Linked DNA regions of Oryctolagus cuniculus: all the other regions are linked to region 4. A link is a contact called in public Micro-C data. All regions are on one chromosome and are shown on one strand. Each heading gives the region's core, a stretch centred on a gene start, on an enhancer-like site or on the middle of the called end of the contact. The rest is flanking DNA. Distances are from core to core; before and after follow the strand shown.

Evidence for each region. Hi-C and Micro-C count contacts between places; a contact is called where the count stands out from the background.
Region 1: a contact with region 4 is called in a Micro-C map of ear pinna, with 7 times the contacts expected there. The contact joins the enhancer-like site here to the promoter of XXYLT1 in region 4. A contact is called at or near these places in 2 of 6 Hi-C or Micro-C datasets (ear pinna and embryonic fibroblasts).
Region 2: a contact with region 4 is called in a Micro-C map of ear pinna, with 4 times the contacts expected there. The contact joins the promoter of LSG1 here to the promoter of XXYLT1 in region 4. A contact is called at or near these places in 2 of 6 Hi-C or Micro-C datasets (ear pinna and liver).
Region 3: a contact with region 4 is called in a Micro-C map of ear pinna, with 4 times the contacts expected there. The contact joins the promoter of FAM43A here to the promoter of XXYLT1 in region 4. A contact is called at or near these places in 4 of 6 Hi-C or Micro-C datasets (ear pinna, liver, psoas muscle and 1 more).

What each region holds. Positions count from the first base shown.
Region 1 is chr4:84,004,887-84,007,586 of mOryCun1.1, forward strand. The region is part of intron 1 of LOC138849312 (a long non-coding RNA gene); the gene reads right to left. Among named protein-coding and RNA genes, the nearest start is that of BDH1, 32 kb to the left of the region's middle. Within about 2 kb of position 1,310, at least 4 of the 8 cell types and tissues checked have an H3K27ac peak or open chromatin away from gene starts, as enhancers often do.
Region 2 is chr4:84,762,265-84,764,964 of mOryCun1.1, forward strand. It overlaps LSG1 (large 60S subunit nuclear export GTPase 1), which reads left to right and starts at 1,268. Exons shown (of 14, transcript XM_002716520.5): 1 at 1,268-2,265. The coding sequence starts at 2,167.
Region 3 is chr4:84,745,744-84,748,443 of mOryCun1.1, forward strand. It overlaps FAM43A (family with sequence similarity 43 member A), which reads right to left and starts at 1,399. Exons shown (of 1, transcript XM_008266697.4): 1 at 1-1,399. The coding sequence starts at 1,239.
Region 4 is chr4:84,314,465-84,317,164 of mOryCun1.1, forward strand. XXYLT1 (xyloside xylosyltransferase 1) reads left to right here and starts at 1,398. Exons shown (of 4, transcript XM_008266698.4): 1 at 1,398-1,934. The coding sequence starts at 1,431.

The DNA.
Region 1 (2,700 bases), core at 60-2,559, 310 kb before region 4:
GATCCAGCCAAGGCAAGGCCTGTGCCGGTTTTGCTTCTGGGAAGCTGTGTCCCTTCTGGACCTCGGCTCCCTCATCAATAGGGCTAAGATCTAGACAGGATAATACGAATGAAAGGGTGAACGTCTTGACTCTCAGAGTTCACCTGGCACCTGCACACACACTATTTCAGTGGGTCCCTGTGGAATCACTTTTATTCCCTCCACCGTTTTCACTGATGATGAGAAACGCACATTTTTGAAAACCAATGTGAAACCTGGCCGCATAGAAACTTCTGTCGACATCCCTTGTGTTGTTTAGTGTCTCTTATACAGCAATTTAGAATTCCTCCTAACAGTGGCTGGTAAACACGTCCCTCCAGAAGACAGAACATGTGCCATGTGACAAGACAGAGTCAACTCCTACCCCTTCACGCTTTTTTTTTTTTTTTGGTCTGGATGCCAGGAAGCGTGGAACTAATCATGACAAGATTGTGGTAATCAATAAATCTCAAATTCCTGGTACCATTACCTCCCACACCCCTAAATCCTCAGGCTTGAGCACTTGCTAACGGAGGCCATCCGAACTGGGTGATTGTGTAATTTGCCACACAAATGAGGCCCCCTTCACAGTGCAAGAGAACATTGTTATTAACACATTAGGGTGACAGATGCAAACCAGGACGATCTCAAGCAAACTTGGGTGGATGGGCACAAAAGTCACATTCAAACAGCACACAATGGGACCTTGGCAAAAGTCATATTCAAATAGCACTTGGTAGAACCTTGTTGGTGCCACACTGGGTCTCATTAAACTTGGGAGAGTCACACAGAGCTGGAGATAGATAATAGTTCATAGGACGTGGCAACAAAAGTGCTTCTGAGTGTACCTGCTGACCAGGAGGGGACAGTGTGCATCTCCCACCAGGCAGTCCCGGGTCACTTTACTTCCCGATGTCTCTGCCTCCTCAGCACTGTGGGCGTCCTGTCCTGTGGCCAATCACTGCAGCTCAAAATTCCTTCTAGGAGCCGCTTAAGCAAGGCAAGCTGCTTGGAAGGAAAAGGCCTGGGGACGTCATTGAGTGGCACTTTGCCGGACGCTGGGACAAAGGTGATTTCCATCTCAAAGAATGGGGTGGACAAAGATGGTGGGGCCCCCAAAAGTCACAGCCGCCACGCAGTGCCTTCCTGGTGTTGGAAGGCTCAGGCACTGCCTGGGACAGGACTGACCTCCCTGCACCGGTCTCTGCCTGTCACTGCTGGGCAGGACAGTTCCCACAGGAGGAAGCCGCTGCTCCTCTTCCAGAAACAGCGCTAGAGGTCGCCCTTCTCCAACATCAGACCGGGTGCCACAGAAGGCACGGCGGGAGGTTGGCTCCGGGCCGCCAAGCCGCGGGTGGGAAGGCGCTGCACTGGCGCAGAGGCTGAGTGCATCAGGCTCCCAGGGGAGGCAGCGCCCAGGAGAGGCAGCGCCGGGCTGAACGCAGGCGGGACGCCCTTCTTCCTATGAGGGCGCTCCAAAAGTTTATGGAAAATGGAGTCAAAAGGCAAGCTTGTTTTGCTGCAAACATTTTTAAATCCATGAATAATTTTTTCATAATATACATTTTCTATGAACTTTTTAAGTTTTAATAAGAAGGGAGACAGATCTTCCATGTGCTGGTTCACAGGAAAATGCCCCCCAAGAGCCGGGGCTGGGCCAGGCTGAAGCCAGGAGCCTGGAACTCCCATCTGAGCCTCCCATGCAGGTGGCAGGTACCCTATTACTTGAGCCATCACCTGCTGCCTGTCAGGGTGCACATGAGCAGGAAGCTGGAATTGGAAATAGAGACTGGGCATGAACCCAAGCCCTCCAATATGGGATGCAGGCAGCCCAAGCAGCATCTTTTTTTTATTATTTTTTATTTATGTATGTATGTATTTATTTATTTATTTGAAAGGCAGAGTTACAGAGCTGTATGCTGGAAGCTAGGAGCCAGGAGCTTCTTCCAGGTCTCTCACACGGGTGCAGGGGCCCAAGGATTTGGGCCGTTTCCCACTGTTTTCCCAGGCCATAGCAGAGAGCTAGATCAGAAGTGGTGCAGCCGGCACCATGTGGGATGCCGGCGCTGCAGGCGGCAGCTTTACCCTCTAAGCCACAGCGCCAGACTCAAGAGTACACCTTTGTGACTTTGGCTTTTCAGGGATGGCCTCGGGCCACGGGAGGGTCAATATTGCACCCCTCACCCCCAATCCCACCTGGTGCCTGGCTGCTCAGACCCCTGTCTCACTGTGTGCAGCCTCCCTTGCTGCCATCCCCAGCCCTCATCTCTTTCAAAACCTGCCTCAGGGAGCGCACTGCCGGGAGCCATGGGTACCTGGGGAAAGCACCTGCTAGCCCTCTCACAGGTGTGCCGTGATTGCATCCCCTGTACCTCAGAGCAGAACGACCTCTGTCAGAGCAAGGAGCCAGGTGGCGCCAGAGCTTCCCTCCCTGTGACTGACTGGGGGAAAGCAAAACTTTCCCGTCAGTTACATGAGAGGCTAATACTGCTACTGCGCGTCTCACACAGTGGTTACGACAATGACCTGTCTTCCTTGAAAACTCAGTAAGAAGTTCTTTCCCATGGAAGAGGCGGGTGGATGGAGGTATTTTCAGGATAAGAAGTGAGAGTGAGAGTAGGGGGTAACAACACTGGCAGAGGTCTTTGAAAGAAGTTTCTGAGTTGAGGCCAGTGTTGCGGC
Region 2 (2,700 bases), core at 18-2,517, 450 kb after region 4:
CTTGGAGCCCTTCAAAGAATAGCAATAGAAACACTGCTTTCTCAAAATCCCTAGAGGAGGGTGACAAAATTTGGAAAAGGGAACAAGAGTGACACTCCAGGTTCCTGGTTGGATTTCTATGAATGACACGGTGGATTTCTTTATACCATCTCCTACTACTATTATTAAAATATAAAATCCATGTACTTGGGGCTGGTGCTATGGCGCAGTGGATTAAAGCCACAGCCTGCAATGCTGGTAGGTTCATGTCCTGGCTGCTCCACTTCCCATCCAGCACTCTGCTATGGCCTGGGAAAGCAGCGGAAGATGGCCCACGTCCTTGGGCCCCTGCACCCACATGGGAGACCCAGAGGAAGCTCTTGACTCCTGGTTTTGGCCTGGCCCAGCTCCGGCTGTTGTGGCCATTTGGGGAGTGAACCAATGGGTGCAAGACCTTGCTGTCTCCCACTCTCTCTGTAACTCTGCCTTTCAAAATAAATAAATAAATCTTAAAAAGGAAAGGACTACACCAAGATTACAATACCAAGAGGTTAATTTATAAAATAATAAAATAAAGTCCATGTACTCTTTACTTTCATGAATTGGTTTTCTCTTCAATCACTCAACTGCAGAGCAGTCGCCAGGACCTGTGCTGACTTTGTCCCACGGGTCTTCTCCTTGTCCTGCTTCTGCAGATTCTGTCTGGGGACCTCAGAGACACACTGTTCTGACGTTGGAAAATGGGACAAATCACACCCTGCTCCATTCCTCTGCTGGCCTGTGAGCACCACCTTCCCCTTCTGAAACCTTTGTCAATTCCTATGCTTGGGTGAGTCCCAAAGTTCACTCCCCCTGGGTGCAGAGGGCATGGGAGGGAACCCAGAAACGGGTGAGTGGTGTGGTCCCAGCTTTGCTCGCCCCTAACTTGGGGTGAACGACCCTCAGCCACTTCAGTGCCTTCATCGCTAGCCAAGGGGACTCGTGCTACTCACAGTGTGGCCCACGCGCCAGTAGCCCAGGGATCTCCCGGAGGCGTGTTAGAGCCGGAGACCCAGGCCTCACCCCTGCCCTTGAACCAGTCTTCCTGTTGACAAGAAGCCCAAGGACACCAGATGCACATTCGGGCGAGACTGGACCAGATGGCGTTTGGGTCCCTGTGACTTGGCTTTTTATAAAATCTTATTTTTTTTTTAACGACAAGGCTGCTAATACGTATGATGCATAGCATCATGCTTCCGCACATTACACGCTCGATGTAGCTGGCCCAGGCACCCCCCGGACCCTGCGCTTTCCGCACGGCGCCTCTCCCCGGGACGGCCGGGCGCAGGACGCGGGGACAAGCACGTCCGACTCCCGACGCCCGGCGCCGCACCACCTCCGGTTCCCTCTGTGCTTCTCAGCCTCAGAGCGGCCGACAACTTCGTCCACTTCACCGGGTGCCCTAACCGCTACGAGAGGAGCAAACGCCCCGGACGCCGGGTGCAGTCGGCTCTCTGTTTTCACGGGGATGCCATTTTGTCTAGAACTTTTATTAAACATCGTTTGTTAGAAATTAGAGTCAGACTCTCGCCTTTCCGGACAAGCTTGCCAAGCTCTGGAAATACGATCAAGCTCCCGTTCCAACTCCCATCCAGGCCAAGCCTTTCCTCCCCGAGCGGCGGCTAAGGAGGGCTAGGTAAACAAAACAAAAAACACTTAGTCACGGGGCCAGACCGTGGCGACGCCACACCTTGGGACGCCGGCTGGAAACCAGCGCCAAGAAACTGTCCCCGTCGCGCCACAGAAACACCCTGCTGCCGAATCTCCGCCTGCTCCTGACGCCAACCGCGGAGGCGGGGTCAGTCGCGTGAATATGAACGGGCATATTTTCCAATTGTCCTAGTTTCTCGCCGGACCCTAAAGACCGACGCACAAATAGGGAATGTACCATTCCTTTAACTCAATCATTCTGTCCCAGTTTGGGACATTCGTGGAAACAACTAAGGAAAAATTCATAGAACAGTTTTTACAGCCATATTATAGAGGGCCGGATAGGTCAAGGTAAGCAAAAAGCATTCATTCCATTCTCCCCTCTCCATTTTGGGTCTGCACTAATTGGGCTCTCTCATACGTCACTTCCGGGGGTCGAGCTCGGCATGGCGGAAGCCGCACGCGCAGGACGGAGATCGGTGTAGAAGCCGTGTTGTAATGGGTCGGAGGAGAGCGCCGGGCAGTGGGTCGCTGGGCCGGACCCTCGTCCGCCATCAGACTCAGCGGAGCCGTAGCCACCGTCACGCTGACTCCTGGGTGAGACAGACAATGTCATCCGTTCCTTTCTGTTTAGTTTCGAGAGTACGCTTTGGAAGGGTGAGGGGAAGTTTGAAAAGTAGATTCTCGGGACAAGGCCCAGGGTTCAGAGGAAGAGGTTTGAAAGGAGGGCTAGTGTAGCGACGAGGCTGCTCAGTCTGCAGCTTCTTGGCTGCCAGGATGTCTTAAAGGCATCGGATTTTTGCTCCGGCAGCTGTAGAAGCCCTTGGACGTTTCTGAGCAGGAAAGAGCAGAGTTTGTTTTTGTAGTGATTTCTTCAAAGAACTGATTGATCTTGTGCTTGAGTGCCCCCGGAAATAGAAGATAACTCAGATCCCTGTTTCATCCTTGTCGTCCCTGGTGGCTCAGCTGTGGAAGGGGAGCCGTTCTTTTCCAAGCCGCTCTAGTACTTCCTTGGCCCAGGGGAGATCAGAG
Region 3 (2,700 bases), core at 149-2,648, 430 kb after region 4:
GCGCGGCTCCTCGAGGCTGGCGCTGCCGGTGCTGCCGGACGGGTCCCCGGCGGGGACGGAGGCGGCGTCCGGGCCCCCGCCCTCGATGGAGCTCTCGCTGCCGGTGCTCTCGCCCGACAGCAGGCGCGTCACCCGCAAGTCGGCCTGCAGGGTGCGCACGTCGTTGCCGAAGCTGAGCTCGCCCAGGTCGCTAATAAGCTGCGACAGCTCGGCCTTCACGTCCGAGTCGCTGCCCAACAGCAGGGGCGGCGGCCCGGCGCCGGGGCCCACCGAGACCCCGCCGCCCCCCGGCGCCTCCTCGCGGTCGTTCTCCAGCGTGTCCAGCAAGTCCCCGCATTCCAAGTGCATGGCCACCACCAGCGCCCCTTGCGTCTCGGCCTCCCCCTCCTCCTCCTCCTCTTCCAAGCAGGCCTCGGGCTGCTCCTCCTCCCCTTCCTCCTGCAGCTCCTGCTCCTGCTGCTCGCCGAGCAGGTCCTCGGTGATGGAGCCGAGCTTGGGCGCGCTGCGGCTGCGCTCCACCGGCGGCTTGTAGCAGCAGGGTCCGTGCAGGAGCAGCTTGCGCAGCGGCACTAGCGGGATGGTGTGCGCGCCCACCAGCTCCTGCTGCTGGTGGCGCGCGTCGTCCCGCCGTTTGAGGCGTTTAAATTCCGCCAGAGCGTTGGCCGACGTCTGGTAGAGCAGCAGGGCCATGGCTTGCGCCTTCTCAGGCTTGGACACCAGCACGGCGTGGCAGCGCAACATGACTGCCTTGTGCTTTAGCTCGTGCCGGTACACCCAGGCGAAGACCTTGGGTAGTCGCGCGTCCGCCACGCAGTAGGTGACGCGGTGCAGCAGGTAGAGGTGGCCCGGGCGGCGCAGCGCGCGCTCTTCGGCGTGCACCATGCGGATCCCCTGCGCACTCACGGTCAGCTTCATCTTGGTGCCCTGACGGCCCGCCTCGCTTTTGCTCCAGATCTTGCCCACAGCTAAGTCGGTGCAGCCGTCGCCGCGCGCCTGGATGGTGGTGGCATTGCCCAGGTAGAGCACGGTGTAGGTGGGGTCCTCGCTGGTGATGTGCAGCTTCTTGCGCTTGGAGCGGAACATGCTGCCCACCCGGCTGAGCGCGCCTTCGGGGCACGCCCGCGCGAGCGAGCTGAGCGCCGAGTAGTGCAGGCTCACGGCGTAGCCCTTGGGCTTGGACGCCTGCCGCGGCGGCGCCTCGGCCAGCAGCTCGAACTTGTGCTTCTTCCACGGCAGCATCTCCGGAGGGCGCCCCGGCGCTGCTGGGCGGCGGCGGCGGAGCGCCGGGTGCGGGCCCCGCTGAGCCACCAGCCCCGGCCGGGCTCGGCCCGGGCAAGACCGAAAAATAAAACTCTGGGAGTAGGGAGTTGGAGAGGGGAGGGGACGAGAGGACAAATAGTGCTAGGGAACCCCGCGGGGGGTAGAGGAGGGAATATTGTTCCGAGTGTGCAAAAATAAAGGGGGAACGGGGGCGCGCGCGCACCGAATTAACCCAGCCTGGGAAAAGGAGGACCGCGGAGTCTCAGGCAGGCAACAAAAAGAGAAAGAGGATACGAGCGGAGCGGAAAATGTCTGAGAAACAAGCTAGATGCGCGCGAGCAAATATACGGAGGGTGCCCCCGGCCAAAGCGCCCGGGATGGTGCGAGGCTGTACGCGCACTCCTCCGCAAACGTAAAAAGGCACCCCCTGCCCCCAGCCCCGGGGACTGGGGCCAGAAGCCGCCGAAACTCTCCCGTGAGAGTGCCAGGGGCCAGTGCTCCCCACCCCCACGGGGCGCCGGCCACCGAGCGCCCCCGGCGGGGCTGGTCCCAGGTCAGCGGCGTGCCCGGAGAGCGGTCGGGCGGTGGGTCCGGCTGGCGGCGGGGGCCCAGCGCAGCAGTCCTGCTGGGGCTCACCGCATCCTTGCTCCGGCCGCTCACTGTCCGGGCTGGCTCGGCCGGGGCAGCGCTGGGCTCCGAGGGCGGGGCGCGCGCATGGCCGGCTCCGGGGCCCGCCGCTACCTCATTCCTTCCCTCACCGGCTGTCCTCGGTCGGCTGCTCGCCTCTGCAGCTCGCCCTCTCCGGTGCCGCGAGCCGTAGCTGGCTCGCCCGCCTCACATCCTTGCCGTCCGGGAGGAAGATCTCGGGTAAATATAGGCCGGCACGAACCATTCGCCGCGCGGGGACAGGGGAGGAGCAGGCCAGAGGAGAGGATCCGTTTCGGACTCCGACGCCCGACGGATTCCTGGTCTCTTAAAGGGACCCGGTTGCGCCATTGGCCAAGGGAGGGGGGAGACCGGTCCAATCCCGCGATTACATTCCAAATTAACCAGCCTCTCTTTTAAGTATGGAAAGCACCGAGACTTGGCTGTACCCAACTGCAAAGGGAACTGGAACTCTGGCACTCCACCCCCAGGCTGAATTGCAACTCACGGAATAAATGTAGGACTAGATCGAAACTTCTGGGGGAGGTAGTGGAGGATGAGGTTGTACGGTCTAATTTCCGGTGCGAAAAGGTTGGGGAAATAGTGTTTTCCTCCTTGTATGACAGCTCTCTGAGAATCGCTGGGTGCTGTTTAGTATTACTGTTTTCAGAATTTCATTCTATTACAAGGGAAGGGGACAAAGACACTCACTTCCCACTATCTTGAAGCTTGGAATCCATAGGGAGACAGCAAAAAGCCACGGTGAATGCCAAGGTGTCTGCAGTGAACTGTATG
Region 4 (2,700 bases), core at 148-2,647:
AACAACTTAGAGTGGCATAGCTCATGTTCCAGCCTGGACTGTCCACTCCAGAGCTTGCTCTCTTAACCAGAGTTGGGTGCTGAAACAGGGCTGGAGTAACTGGTTTTAAAAAGCTTGGGTCTGGGGAAGCAGTAAGACTTGGAATGAGATTATGGCTCCCTTAGGTGCTGATTAGACTTGGGTAATTAAGTCTGCATTTCCTTGAATATAAAATACTTCTACCTCATAGTGTTGTCTGTTACTGGTTTTTTTCAAAATGAGTTGTACGTATTGAACTTGTTAGGCCTGTTTCAGCTGCTGCAACTGAAAGGAGCAAGTGTTAAGAATGAGATGCGAGACTGGCATTGTGGCTTAAGTGGCTGCCTGGGATGCCTGTGATCCAGTCCCACCTAAGACTTCTGATCCAGCTTCCTGTTACTGTGCACCCTGGGAGACAGCAGGCCATGTCAAGTACTTGGTTGGGTGGATGGAGAGTTTCTGGCTCCTGGCTTCAGCTCTGCTCTGGGTGTTACGGGCATTTGGGGAGTGAACTGACCGCTGGAAGGCTGATCTCTCACTTTCAAATACAGTGAAGTTTAATAGATGAATTGTAGTTCTGGGAAAGGTGGGTTTCACTCACACTTTGAGAAGTAATGACATGGCATCACAAACTGGTAAGAGATCAGTCTGTGTATTCGTCCATGCACTTTGACTTCTTTCAGACATGCAAACTACTTGTCCATGGTTAATTCAACACTATCGTATATCATCAATTTAAAGAAGATCGAAATTAATGAGTTTCCGGTTGGCCGTGTCCAGCTCGAGGGTCCAAACTGCCGTTGGCTGTGTGTGGGCAAGTTACTGAGCCTCGGTTAAGGCCCTTTGTAAAGTGTTGAGGTCGGTCTGAAAACCACAAAGGAACAGATCTCAGGCGTTACTCGGCGAGGGCTCTGAGAATGACCGCGAGGTCCCCCTGCAGGCAGCCCCCTCTGCCGCTGGCTGGGGAGGCAATTTCCACCGCACTACTAGGACCGTGCTAGCTTAAATCCCCTAGCCCCATTCACGATGTGTAAAGCTTCCAGGAAACCAGGAAAGACGCAGGGTTCAGGAGACAAAACTTCTCCCTCTTACTGCATCCGGGAGAGTGCTAACCAAAGGTTCCTTTCAGGCCCAGAGTAGGCGTGTAGCCTCCGGTGCTGGGCACATCGCAGCGCCACTTCTCAGCCTACCCGCCAACCCTCCGGCTTCCAATCCCTCTGAACCTAGGACCCAGGGGCTTCCGGGTACGCCCCGACCCCGCCTCTCCGCGCACCAGCACCCGCCATTGGCTGTGGGCGGCTCGACCCCGCCTCCACAATGGCCGCCGCCTGCCGCCGCGGCCCCTAAGAGGCTGCGGGGTTGCTGGTCTCCACGACCCATTCCCGGCTGCTGGGGCCGCCTGCTTGTGGCGCATGGGTCTTCTCCTAGGCGGGTCCCCATGCGCTCGGGCCATGGCGCGCTTGGGCGCTGTGCGCTCCCACTACTGCGCGCTGCTGCTGGCCGCGGCGCTCGCCGTCTGTGCCTTCTACTACCTGGGCTCGGGTCGGGAGACCTTCTCCAGCGCCACCAAGAGGCTGAAGGAAGCCCGCGCCGGGGCCCCCGCCGCGCCCTCGCCGCCTGCGCCGGAGCTGGCGCGCGGCTCTGTGGCGCCGGCAGCGGGCGCCAAGGCCAAGAGCCTGGAGGGCGGCGGGGCCGGGCCGGTGGACTACCACCTGCTGATGATGTTCACCAAGGCGGAGCACAATGCTGCGCTGCAGTCCAAGGCCCGCGTTGCGCTGCGCTCGCTGCTGCGCCTCGCCAAGTTCGAGGCACACGAGGTACTTAACCTGCACTTCGTGAGCGAGGAGGCCAGTCGCGAGGTGGCCAAGGGCCTGCTGCGGGAGCTACTGCCGCCCGCCGCCGGCTTCAAGTGCAAGGTGAGCGGGGCCACAGCTGGGGGCTCCTGGCGGGTGGCCCACGCCCGTCCTGGATACCATGCTGCGCGCTCCTGGAACAGCTGCGGGCAACAGCGGAAGGGGCTTCGTCGCCCTCCGCACTTCCAACGCCGGTAGCCCAATGCCCGCAGCCCAGCTCTAAATGTAGCCTGCTGGAGGCCTCGTCCGGGGGGCGTGTCCGGGGCCAGACGCGCTTGGCTGGTGCAGGAGGGGAGTGAGGGGTTCGTAGGCCGCCTTGCTTTCCTCTCCCACGTGAAGCGCTGCCCCGGGAGCGTGAACACGCCCCCACTGGGCGGCGTGGCAGGGTTCAGTGGCGCCTTCGGAGTCTGCTCCTCGTATTATGCCCTTCTGAGGACGGAACTGACCATTTGAGGGCACCAGCTGTTAGCCCGTCACGTTCAGCTCCGCATGGCCTTGGTGAGGCTCCTAAGGTATCTCAGTCGGGTCTGGCCACACCTCGTGCGAACTGTCTCATTTCCTCTCTGGTGCCCTCTCCTGCCCTTTAAGGGTCATGAATCCATTCAGAGAAAGCGCCGCTTCCTCCAGCTAAGCCAGAAGAAGCTCTGAGAGGTCGCAGTATGATGAGCTGGGAGAGCAGAGCTGGCCACCTTGTCCTGGGCTGGGCCCTCAGGTCAGCTCATGTGCCTGGCTCTGCTTGGCTGAGACTCGTGTGAATTGCCTCCATCAGATGGTTGCCTCCTTTTGACCTAAAAGTTACACAGAGGGGATCTAAGGTCGAATTTTTGGA